3 separate regions of the Mus musculus genome follow, and regions 1 and 2 are each linked to region 3. Evidence: chromatin contacts called from public HiChIP or PLAC-seq and promoter capture Hi-C data. All regions are on one chromosome and are shown on one strand. The core of a region is the stretch at or near the end of the contact, and the rest is flanking DNA. Distances in the headings are between cores, read along the strand shown. Region 1 holds the start of Cbx6 (chromobox 6). Region 2 holds the start of Sun2 (Sad1 and UNC84 domain containing 2). Region 3 holds the start of Ankrd54 (ankyrin repeat domain 54).

Evidence for each region. Promoter capture Hi-C pulls out the DNA fragments that hold promoters and counts their contacts. HiChIP or PLAC-seq counts read pairs in DNA pulled down with a chosen protein or histone mark.
Region 1: a contact with region 3 is called in a FOXA1 HiChIP or PLAC-seq map of pancreatic cancer cells. The contact joins the promoter of Cbx6 here to the promoter of Ankrd54 in region 3.
Region 2: a promoter capture Hi-C map of liver shows a contact between it and region 3, with 4 times the contacts expected there. The contact joins the promoter of Sun2 here to the promoter of Ankrd54 in region 3. A contact is called at or near these places in 3 of 39 promoter capture datasets (liver and pre-B cells) and 1 of 115 datasets of contacts at active chromatin or transcription factors (memory CD8 T cells).

Annotation. Positions count from the first base shown.
Region 1 is chr15:79,832,671-79,835,684 of GRCm38.p6, reverse strand. Cbx6 (chromobox 6) reads left to right here and starts at 1,352. Exons shown (of 5, transcript NM_028763.3): 1 at 1,352-1,542; 2 at 1,727-1,770; 3 at 1,918-1,983; 4 at 2,107-2,173. The coding sequence starts at 1,474. Npcd (neuronal pentraxin chromo domain) reads left to right here and starts at 1,352. Exons shown (of 9, transcript NM_001013362.2): 1 at 1,352-1,542; 2 at 1,727-1,770; 3 at 1,918-1,983; 4 at 2,107-2,173. The coding sequence starts at 1,474.
Region 2 is chr15:79,741,009-79,744,436 of GRCm38.p6, reverse strand. It overlaps Sun2 (Sad1 and UNC84 domain containing 2), which reads left to right and starts at 1,901. Exons shown (of 18, transcript NM_001205345.1): 1 at 1,901-2,098. Gm16576 (predicted gene 16576) reads right to left here and starts at 1,739. Exons shown (of 4, transcript NR_045069.1): 1 at 1,526-1,739; 2 at 1,207-1,354.
Region 3 is chr15:79,060,937-79,064,363 of GRCm38.p6, reverse strand. Ankrd54 (ankyrin repeat domain 54) reads left to right here and starts at 1,505. Exons shown (of 8, transcript NM_144849.1): 1 at 1,505-1,891; 2 at 3,153-3,200. The coding sequence starts at 1,567.

The sequences.
Region 1 (3,014 bases), core at 103-2,602, 770 kb before region 3:
GCACCTTCAAGAAATGGTGCAATCGCGGGGAGACTTGTACAACCCTGTGCCCCCACCCCATTCTAATAAGCCAATCATGAAATCAAAAGATAATCCTGACCCTTACAAATCCCCACCCCTCCTCCAGCCCAGCCCTAGACAACAGGTGAACAGAGCAAAATCAGTGTTAATGTCCAATCAATATCATTAAGGGAGGATAGCATCTCCAGTGTGAATAGTACAACCCTATAGTGCTTAAACATTTAAATAGATAGAACATGTGTGCCTGTGTTCTCCAAGTAGGTGATGTATCTATGCATATTCATGCAGGCCCGAGTTTAGGGAAAGAACTGGGCTAGAGGACCCCAATGACTTAATACAGGTTATGAATTGCTCCTTCCCTTTCGTTTCCTTATTTATATGTGGTTAATTTTTTTTTCTTTTTGCAAAGAACAAGACCACTGGCCTAATGGAAACTCCGATTAAATAATTTTTCAATGTGTGTTTCCAGCGAGGTGGGCTACATCCAAGAGGGAAAGTTCCAGATCCCACTTGCGCCTCCCAGGAGCAATGGCGGAGTCATTCCTGCAGCTGTGGTTTGTAGAATTATGCTGTGGCCTGCGGCCTGAAAATCCCAATACAGATTTGACCATGAAGGCGGGTTCTGCTGAGTGACCCAAAGAAAGACTGCTTTGGACTCAATCTGGGATGCCCTGCGGTTCTCTTTTGAGACCTCTCTCTCTTTGGTTTATAAACACACTCGCCAAGGTCTACTTGTAGGTGTTGAGACCATGGTCGCAGGCCTGGGTCACCTCTGCAGTCACCCCCCCCCCCCCGCCGCCCCCTTCCTGCTGTGGCGTTTTTGTTTTAACTTATCTGAACCGGTTACAAAACCACACTCCCACGAATACATAAATAATGGATGGGGTGATGTGTTAAAGAAATCCCCACAAGGCCTGGCAAAGCTGCAGTGAATGCATTTCTGCTGTATCATATTTAACTGTTTGCAAACGTCTGCAGGAGGATGCACAGCGCCTAGAGACTCCTGGGCCTATCGCATCTCTCTGTCGAGGGCCTGGCAATTCTGGCATGAGGAGTTACAAGGAGGGTAGGAGGTGGCAGGGATCCTGGGCCTGCAGGATGAAGTGGGACAATGTAGGATTGCACTGCACCTCACTCGGCTTGGCAGCAGCCAAGCATCCATCGGTCTCCCGCCAGGACTGCGGGGGAGAGGACAGGCCCCTTTAAGAGCCTTCGCGCGCCCCCGCCCCGCGAGCGCTCATTTTCCCTAGCAACCGCCCCGGGGGAGGGGGAGGCCCTGGCAACGGCGCTCAGGCCCGGAGCATCACGTGACGGCCCGCAGCTGGAACGCGAGCGCGCGCCCCGCCGAGCGCCCGCCCGCCGGGGGCCTGAGCGCTGGGGCGCGTGCGCGAGCGGTGCAGCACCGGCCGCGGGAGCAGGGAGTATTATGGGCTGTGGGTGCCGCTGAGCAAGATGGAGCTGTCTGCAGTAGGCGAGCGGGTCTTCGCGGCCGAATCCATCATTAAACGCCGGATCCGCAAGGTGAGCCCTCGGCCGGGACAGCCCTGTGTTCCCCGCGGTGGTGTCGGAGCCCGCGGGGCCCTCGGGGTGCAGTGGTCCGGCTAGCCGGGTTCCCTCAGCCACCCCCGCGCCGCCGCCTCCTCGCGTCCCTGCATCTTCCCCACCCCCACCCCCTATTTTTTTTTTTTTCCTTTCTGTTTTTCAGGGACGCATCGAGTACCTGGTGAAATGGAAAGGGTGGGCGATCAAGTGAGTGTCGTGGGTCGTTGGCATGGGGACTGGGGAGGCGGCAAGAAGACACCTGGGCCTTGGATAGGGGGTGCGTGCTTGAGCCCTCGCGGTGTGCCCCTGCCCCTTGGGTTTTCATTTTGCTCTTCTGTACGCGTGACTCGGCAGGTACAGCACTTGGGAGCCAGAGGAGAACATTCTGGATTCGAGGCTCATCGCAGCCTTCGAGCAGAAGTGAGTTGGAGAAGCTGGCAGGCGCGGTGGGGCGCCGCGCAGGGAAGCGGGAAAGGCGGGCAGGGTCGGGGAGTGGGGCCCAGGAAGGGACCCTTTTTCATCTTTGGCGTTTCTTGACTACAGGGAAAGGGAACGTGAGCTGTATGGGCCCAAGAAGAGGGGACCTAAACCCAAAACTTTCCTCCTAAAGGTAACCTGGCCCAGCCCCAGCAGCCCCCGCTCGGGCCCCCAGCCAGGGCGCAGCACAGGGCCGGCCTGCAAGGGAGGGACAGATCCGCCGCTGCCTAGGCGGGCAGGCTTTTCCAGAGGGGCCCCAGCTGGGCAGGGGGTGGTTGTGAGTCCCTGACAAGTCCCTGGCAGCGGGCCGTAGCCAGCCCAGCCAGAGGGGCCTGGGAGTGGGGTAATCAGGGATGAAACCAGGAACTGGGGGTGGGGGATCGACTGTGCTCCAGGAAGCGGGTGAGTGAAGCAGGTGGGGCATACTCAGGGGAGGAGGTGACTGGGAAGTTCTTTTCGCTAGTGAGACCCTTCATCTCCTCCAGCCTTGAACACACTGGCCTGTTTTGTGATTTAGAGTCTTGGAGCTGTTGAGTATAGATAGGCTTACCTCCTGGCAAAACACTGGCCTCCCATGCCCTATAACTGCCCACCTCCTTTGGAGTGTATTCTGTACCTTCTCCCATAGCACTTGGGGGCCCGGCTTGAATTTGACCTTAAATTACTTCAACCTGAATTTGATCATTCACACTGGACTACCAGCTTTCGGGTCCTGAGCCTGTCTACCCCTAATCCTGATATTTCTGGAGGTTCCAATGAAGATGGGGTGGGGCATGGTGAACATAGCCTGTTTGGCAAGAGAGCGAAGAACTTCATGGGAAGCCATCTTGGAGAGTTAGGGGTGTTTTTGTTTTTGTTTTGTTTTGTTTTGTTTTGTTTTTGATGAGGAAGAACAGAGCCTGGGAAGAGGAGAGCAAGACGATCCCTGATGGCCACTTAATGCAAGGCGGTCAGTGTCTGCCTCCGTAGTTTCC
Region 2 (3,428 bases), core at 652-3,151, 680 kb before region 3:
TTGATTGGTAATTGATGTGGAAGGGTCCACTGTGGGCGGCGCTGCCCCTAGCCAGGCAGTCCTAGATAGTATAAGAACACAAACGGAGGGAACCCATAGGGAACAGCACAGCAGTAAGCAGTGTTTCTTCACGGTCCCTGCCTCTGCTCCTGCTTGACATCCTGCCCGGACTTTCCTCAGTGAGAGACTACAATAGGGACGTGTGAGCCAGAGAAGTCCTTGCCTCCTCCAAGTTGCTTTTGGTCCGTGCTTTATCGCAGCAGCCGGGAACCAAGCGAGGACATCAAGTTCATGTTGATGTCTTATAAATCAAGAAAAGCATTACAACATGATAATAAAGTATCATCTTTATACCCATGTGGGTAGAAACATAACTTTATTGTTGTTCTAGAGCCCTCATGTGGGCTGTCTGTGCGTGTGCTCCACCTCAGAGCTATAAGATGGGGAAGGCACTACCCGCGGCAAAAATAAATAAATAAATTTAAAAATGGAGGACCATAAAGTCTGAATGTGGCCCTACTCTTGAGGTCAAGGTTGTTCCCCTCTGTAATCTTATCTAATAAAAATAAATTAAATAAAATAAAGTTAAAAAAAGAAGAAGGAAAAGGAGAAGAAGAAGAAGATAGTTAGCATAATTGTCCAAAGATACTGTAAGGGTAGACAGCATCTCATTTCCAGATGGGACAATGGAGGTCTAGAAAGGGGATCTGGTTTTATTTGGCAGTGGAACCAATCCAAAATGAGGGTGTGTGTATTTCCTCAGTTTCCTACTGCCTTTGGATACCAGCTTTTTTTTTTTTTTTTTTTTTTCTTTTCGAGACAGGCTTTCTCTGTATAGCCCTGGCTGTCCTGGAACTCACTCTGTAGACCAGGCTGGCCTCAAACTCAGAAATCTGCCTGCCTCTGCCTCCCCAGTGCTGGGATTAAAGGCGTGAACCACCACTGTCTTTCTTGTCCCAGTTCCCCCCACCCCCTTGGCATTTTAAAGTGAAGGACACCGGATCTCATCATCCTTAGAAGATATTGAACAGAAGTGGTTTATCCCCAGTCGCACTCCTTTATCTTCTGGGGGCGGGGTGTGTGTGTGTTTGAGAGAGAGAGAGAGAGAGAGAGAGAGATGGGGTGGTGGTGGGAGGGGACAGGTCCGTGGAGTCAGGAACTCATCCCAGGGGGAGGAAAGTAGGAGAACCGTGTTGCCAGCCCTACCTTCTCTTGCAACCAGCTGTGGATGGAGCCTTCTTTAAAACAGAAAAGCTGCTGTCAAACTTGGGGTTTCTGACTGGACATGGTGGTGCACTCTTATCTCAGCACCTGGGAGGCAGAGGGGTAGGTGGATCTCCGTGACAGTAAAATCCTGTCTTGGAAAAACAAAAACAACAACAAAAATAGGTGGTGCGGGAAGATGGGTATCCTGCCCACCTTGGAATTTAAAATTCAACCTTAAAATTAAATAGTATTAATCTTCTAGACTCAACTTCCCCTCTGGGTGGGTTCTTTATAAGAAACAAAAAAAACTTCCACGGACCTGTTTCCCTCGTCTTTAAAATGGGCAGACACGGCTGACGCTGGTAAGCGTCCAAACCACCCGCGCGGGGCCGCGTCAGGACCCTATCCTGGGGCCAATTTCATGACACCCTGTGTGCTCCCGCACCTAAAGCCTTTAGAGCTCCGGCGCCGCGCGCGCGTGGGCACGGATGCGCGAGGGAACGCTCGGGTCCCACAGCCTGGAGGTCGTACTCGCCCCCGCCTCCCACGCGCGGACTACAGGGCCCACGCGGAGGGCGGGCCGAGCCGGAGCCTTTGTGTTCAAATCAACCAATGGGCGGCGGCAGAGGGCGGGGCGGGCCGGCTGGGCCCGGCCAATGACTTGTGGGCTGTCAGCGTTGATTGACAGGCGCACACATACACACTCGGCCACGCGCGCACCGCCCTGCCCCACTCGCGCAGCGCGGTCCTCTGCCGGCCGCATTGTCCGCTCACCGACCCCGCGCCGTCCCGCGTCTCCGCTCCGCGCGCGTTTCAGCCCCAGCCCCGGGCCCGGCCCGGCCCAGTGCGCGGCGCCGCCCGGGGGACTCCGACGCGGGAAGAACCACGCAAGGTAAAGAAGGGATTGGGCCCGCCTCCCCACGGCCCCGCGCCCGCCTGACCCGGGTCGCCGTCCGGCCAAAGCGCGGGCCTGCGCCTCCCTGTCCGGCCAGGCCGGGCCACTCCAGCCCCTGCGCGACGCACGCCCCGGGACACTCGCGGGCCGGCGCCCTGACGCATCGCGGTCACGGGGAGGGCGCTGTCCCCAGGCGGGACTTCCCCAGCAGCCTCCGGGGAGGAGGGCAGCCAAGACCCAGCCGCCCCAAACCGGACCAGGGCTGTGCCACAGGCCGAGTCCTGGCACTGGAAGTTCTCAGCCTGCGCCACCGCTGCCTGTCACAGTTATGGGGTACGGGGGAGGGCCCTTTTAGCTCAGTTCCAAAACAGCCAAACCCAACCAAAACAAAACAAAGCCAGCGCGCTCCGGGGTGTGACTTAGAGCCAGGACAGAGGGTGAGCGCCTGGAGCACTTTTTTGTGTCCCAGGGGAAATGGAGTGGAAATGTCACGTATAATATTCCCCAGGATAGGGGAATCTTCGGGACCAAGGCTCTGCAGTAGGAAAGTATGTTTTATTTGAGGGTTTTGTAACTAATGGCGGGATGGAGGAGTGTCTATCTCAGCGGCTCCCCACGGTAGACCTTTGTCATCTTGTGTAATCTGGATGGCCGCTGTGGCAAACTATTTTGTGACAACAGGATGAATATGAAAGATAAAGATAAGGTCCACACCGCTCTGGGAGTGCTGGGAGGTGGCACACGGGGCAGTGTTCGGTGCCCCACCTCTCCACCTACTCAGAACGTTTAGATTCTTGCAACAGCGGCGTGGGCACTGTATAAACATGTTACACTCTTTTCCCCCCTGGCAAAGGCTTCATGTGCTACAGCGGGGCAGGGGTTAAGAGGTGGAGCATATGGGCATCTGGAGCTGTCAGGTGGGGGTGGCAGTCATGGGGGGAACTACCTTATAAGGACTGGAATACAACCCAGGACCAAGGCAACTTCCTGCTTTGGCTACTACCACTTGGTCCCTTTACCAACACCAGTCGAAGAGAGTGAGAGATGCCAGATGGGCATCCCACCTGGGAAGATGCCAGTTAGCCCAGACAGGAGGCTACTTGTCTTTCTAGCTGGATGAACCTGACCTTCTGGTTTCTGTGGTCTGGGTTTGGGTGTTTCCCACCATGCGAGGTCACTATCCACCAGGAATAGCAGAAACAATACTAAGTCACAAGTACCAGGAACTCATTTTGGATGGGTTTGGGATCTAAAGTTTTGTAATCCTGCTAGCCCAGGCTCGGTGAGATTCCTGGGTTGATATTCTGAGATTTGAAGCTGGGTCCCG
Region 3 (3,427 bases), core at 256-2,755:
GGTGGGTAAGGAGGTGTGGAGGGTCTTAGAGGAGTTGGAGAAGAGGAAAGCATGACCAAAATCTATTGTATGAAAATTTTTTTCAATTAAAAATATTTTTAGGCTGGACATGGTGACTCACGCCTTCAATCCCGGCACTTGGGAGGCAGAGGCAGGTGGATTTCTGAGTTCGAGGCCAGACTGGTCTACAGCATGAGTTCCAGGACAGCCAGGGCTATGCAGAGAAATCTTGTCTCAAAACAAACAAACAACAAACAAAAAATATTTTTTAAGGAAGCAGAGGCGGTTGGATCTCTGTAAGTTGGAAGCTAGCCTGGTCCACAGAGTAAATTTTGGCTCAGCCAGGCTGCACTTAGAAACCCTGTTTCAGAAAACAAAACAAAACAAAACAAAACAAAAAAACCAACCCCAAACAAACAAAAAGGTAAAGAAGTATCTACCCATCCATCCATCTGTAATCCACCCATCCATCCATCCATCCATCCATCCATCTATCTGTAATCCTTGCCCTCAGGAGGCAGAGGCAGGTGAACCTCTGAGTCTGGGGACCTAATGGACTACACAATCAGTTTCAGTACAGCCAGGGCTACACGGAGAAACCAACCCTTTGAGGTCAGAAGACCAACTCCAAGAAGGTGCCCTCAAATCACAAACTTGGGGTAGGCAGAACAGGACTATAACCCAAGGCCTTTAATTAGCACAAGGTAGTGTTACAGGTATTTATTTGCTCTCTAAGTGTTTTCTATTTTATTTACCAGCTGATAGAGTATAAATGACTTGCATGCGCTGTGTGTGTGTACTTGTACCTCCCTTGGGTCAAGTTCAGGCCAGTGATCCGTAGGACTTTCAGGGCTGAGGAATTGCTCTTCGTTAATCTGCCTACTGCAGGGTTACTCTTGTATAATTACATAGAATATAATTTTTTGGGTAAAGCAGCGATTCCGGAGAGGGCAAGAGAACGCGACAAAGGAAAATCTATTACGTTAGAAGATATTAGCGCCTATTTCGTGATGGTATCTCCAAATCATAGTGTGTTTGGATTTTTTTTTTTTTTTTTTTTTTTTTTTTTTTTTGAGTTCATTGACTCAAAACACACCTACACGAGAGTAGTTCTGGTTTTTTCACTTTCCTTTCCGATTGGCTGGAGACCTTCTTACCTTGATTGGCTAAAGCATTTGCCATTCGTCTTTCCGGAGCTATCACAGGAAGAAAAGGAAGAAAGGAGTGTCCTGAACGCAGCTATTTTATTGGCTCTGGTAGTAACACCGCTTAGTGCAAAAGCAACTCTAATTTGTGATTGGCTCTTTTGTCCGCCAGTCATACTACCGAAAACCAGTGTTCGCCTTGTAGTCTGCCTTCCTTACCTGATTGGCTGTGCTGTGAAGGCTGTGCGAACTCTGATTGGTCCGTTGCTCTGGCGCGGTCCGACCCGCCCGCACTCTGTTGCTGTGGTTGCAGGCCCCGCCCGTCCGTTCGCTGACAGCGAGGCTTCTCCTGGAGGGAAGCGGGTCCGTTGGTCGGTTCGGAGCGAGGCTGGCGCTGCCAGGCCCGCGCCTAGCCGTTGCCATGGCAGCCACCGGCGGGGGCGCGGACGACGAGTCGCGATCCGGCCGCTCGAGCTCGGACGGCGAGTGCGCGGTGGCGCCGGAGCCTTTGGCGGAAGCCGGAGGCCTGGTGTCTTTCGCGGACTTCGGCGTTTCGCTGGGCAGCGGCGCCGGCCTCCCGGGCCGGTCGGTGGGCAGGGCCCAGTCCTCGCTGCGCTACCTCCAGGTCCTGTGGCAGCAGGACGTCGAGCCTCGCGACGAACTGCGTTGCAAGATTCCCGCCGGGCGGTTGAGGCGTGCCGCCAGGCCCCACCGTCGGCTCGGGCCCACCGGCAAGGAGGTACACGGTGAGCTCAGCCAGGAACCCTGGGGTTGCTTGTGAGTGATCGCAGTGATCGTAGTGGTTCGAGCTGCGGAGGACCGTGTCTTCATCCACTTGTTCATCCCTGAATAAAAACTTTACACTCCCGAGGGTGGTTATTAGACAATAATGTGGGACAATGGAGAATACTTTTATAAGTAGAGGAGGGAGCCCAGAGCCAACTTGTGTGAATGCACAGATCTGAATCAGACTGCCCCACACTTGGCTCGTAGGCAACCTATAGTCACTTAGGGTCTCGGTTTTCTATTGTAGAATGGTACACTACCAGCCTTACTAGGGTGTTAAAAGTTAGGCAGGGTTCTGAACATATATTCTTCTTTTTCGAGGGGCCAAACACTTGTTTGATACATTTATTTATTTATTGGTCTTTCGAGACAGGGTTTCTCTGTGTAGCCCTGGCTGTCCTGGAACTCACTCTGTAGACCAGGCTGGCCTCGAACTCAGAAATCCGCCAGCCTCTGCCTCCCAAGTGCTGGGAATAAAGGCGTGCGCCACCACAGCTTGGCAAGAATGGAAAGTTTTAAGGTTTCTTTTTACACCTAACATCGTTTGACCTGGTATACTGGTGTTATAAAAATTAAAAGAGAATTTGAAACAAAACAAAACAGTGGTATATTGGACATGCAATTGTTATATCTAGTTTGCAACTTTTTGGGTCACTTTCTAACAGCTAAGGTATTGCTTCCTGTTAGTTCTCAAATAGAGGCGATGCCTTTGAAAGAGGGAAGGTTTCTGGTTAGGAATTATCAAGTTTGGTAAGTTGTTTAGGAGTGACCTGCTTTGAAGTCAGATCATAGAGGTTGACTGTGATCAGCTCAGAAAGGACTAAATAAACCCTCACACCCTTTCTGTCTTAAAAAAAATTAATCTCAAATTTCGTTATAACAGCTTGGAGCTGACAGGACAGTTCAGCTTTGTATTATAGATAATAGACTGAGACCCAGGATAAGTACCTGGCTTGCTCAAGGTCGCCAGCTACCACAAGTGGCAGCAATTAGATCTGGCTCCAGAAGTCAGATTTGCTACAGAAAGTGGCCTCTCCATGGCCCCGATCCAGTTTCTCCTTGTTGCTGGGCCAGTGTGTTCTATCCAGACGCCTTTGCTTCAGCCGGGACTGAAGGTGGAGCTGAGGAGAGGCTAGGGAGCCATGCACCTTCTGTTTTGTTCTGGTTTTTGTTTTGTTTTGTTTTGTTTTGTTTTTTAAACTGTCATTTCTCTCTCTATAGCTCTGAAGAGGCTGAGGGACTCTGCCAATGCCAACGACGTAGAAACAGGTGAGTGTGCCCAGGCGGACCTATGGGTGGATGGGGAAGGAAAAAGCCAAGCCCTACGTCCCCGGGCTGTCAGCCAGCTCGCCCTCACTCCCCTGGAGCAGGCTCACTACACTTACTCCTTGACTCTGACGTCACCGTGCAAAATGGAAGCATGGTACTAGCCTTCACCATGCTCCCCATCACTTGGGGTTTTCCTGGTCGTAGTGCTTATCACTCTGTGTGCTTCC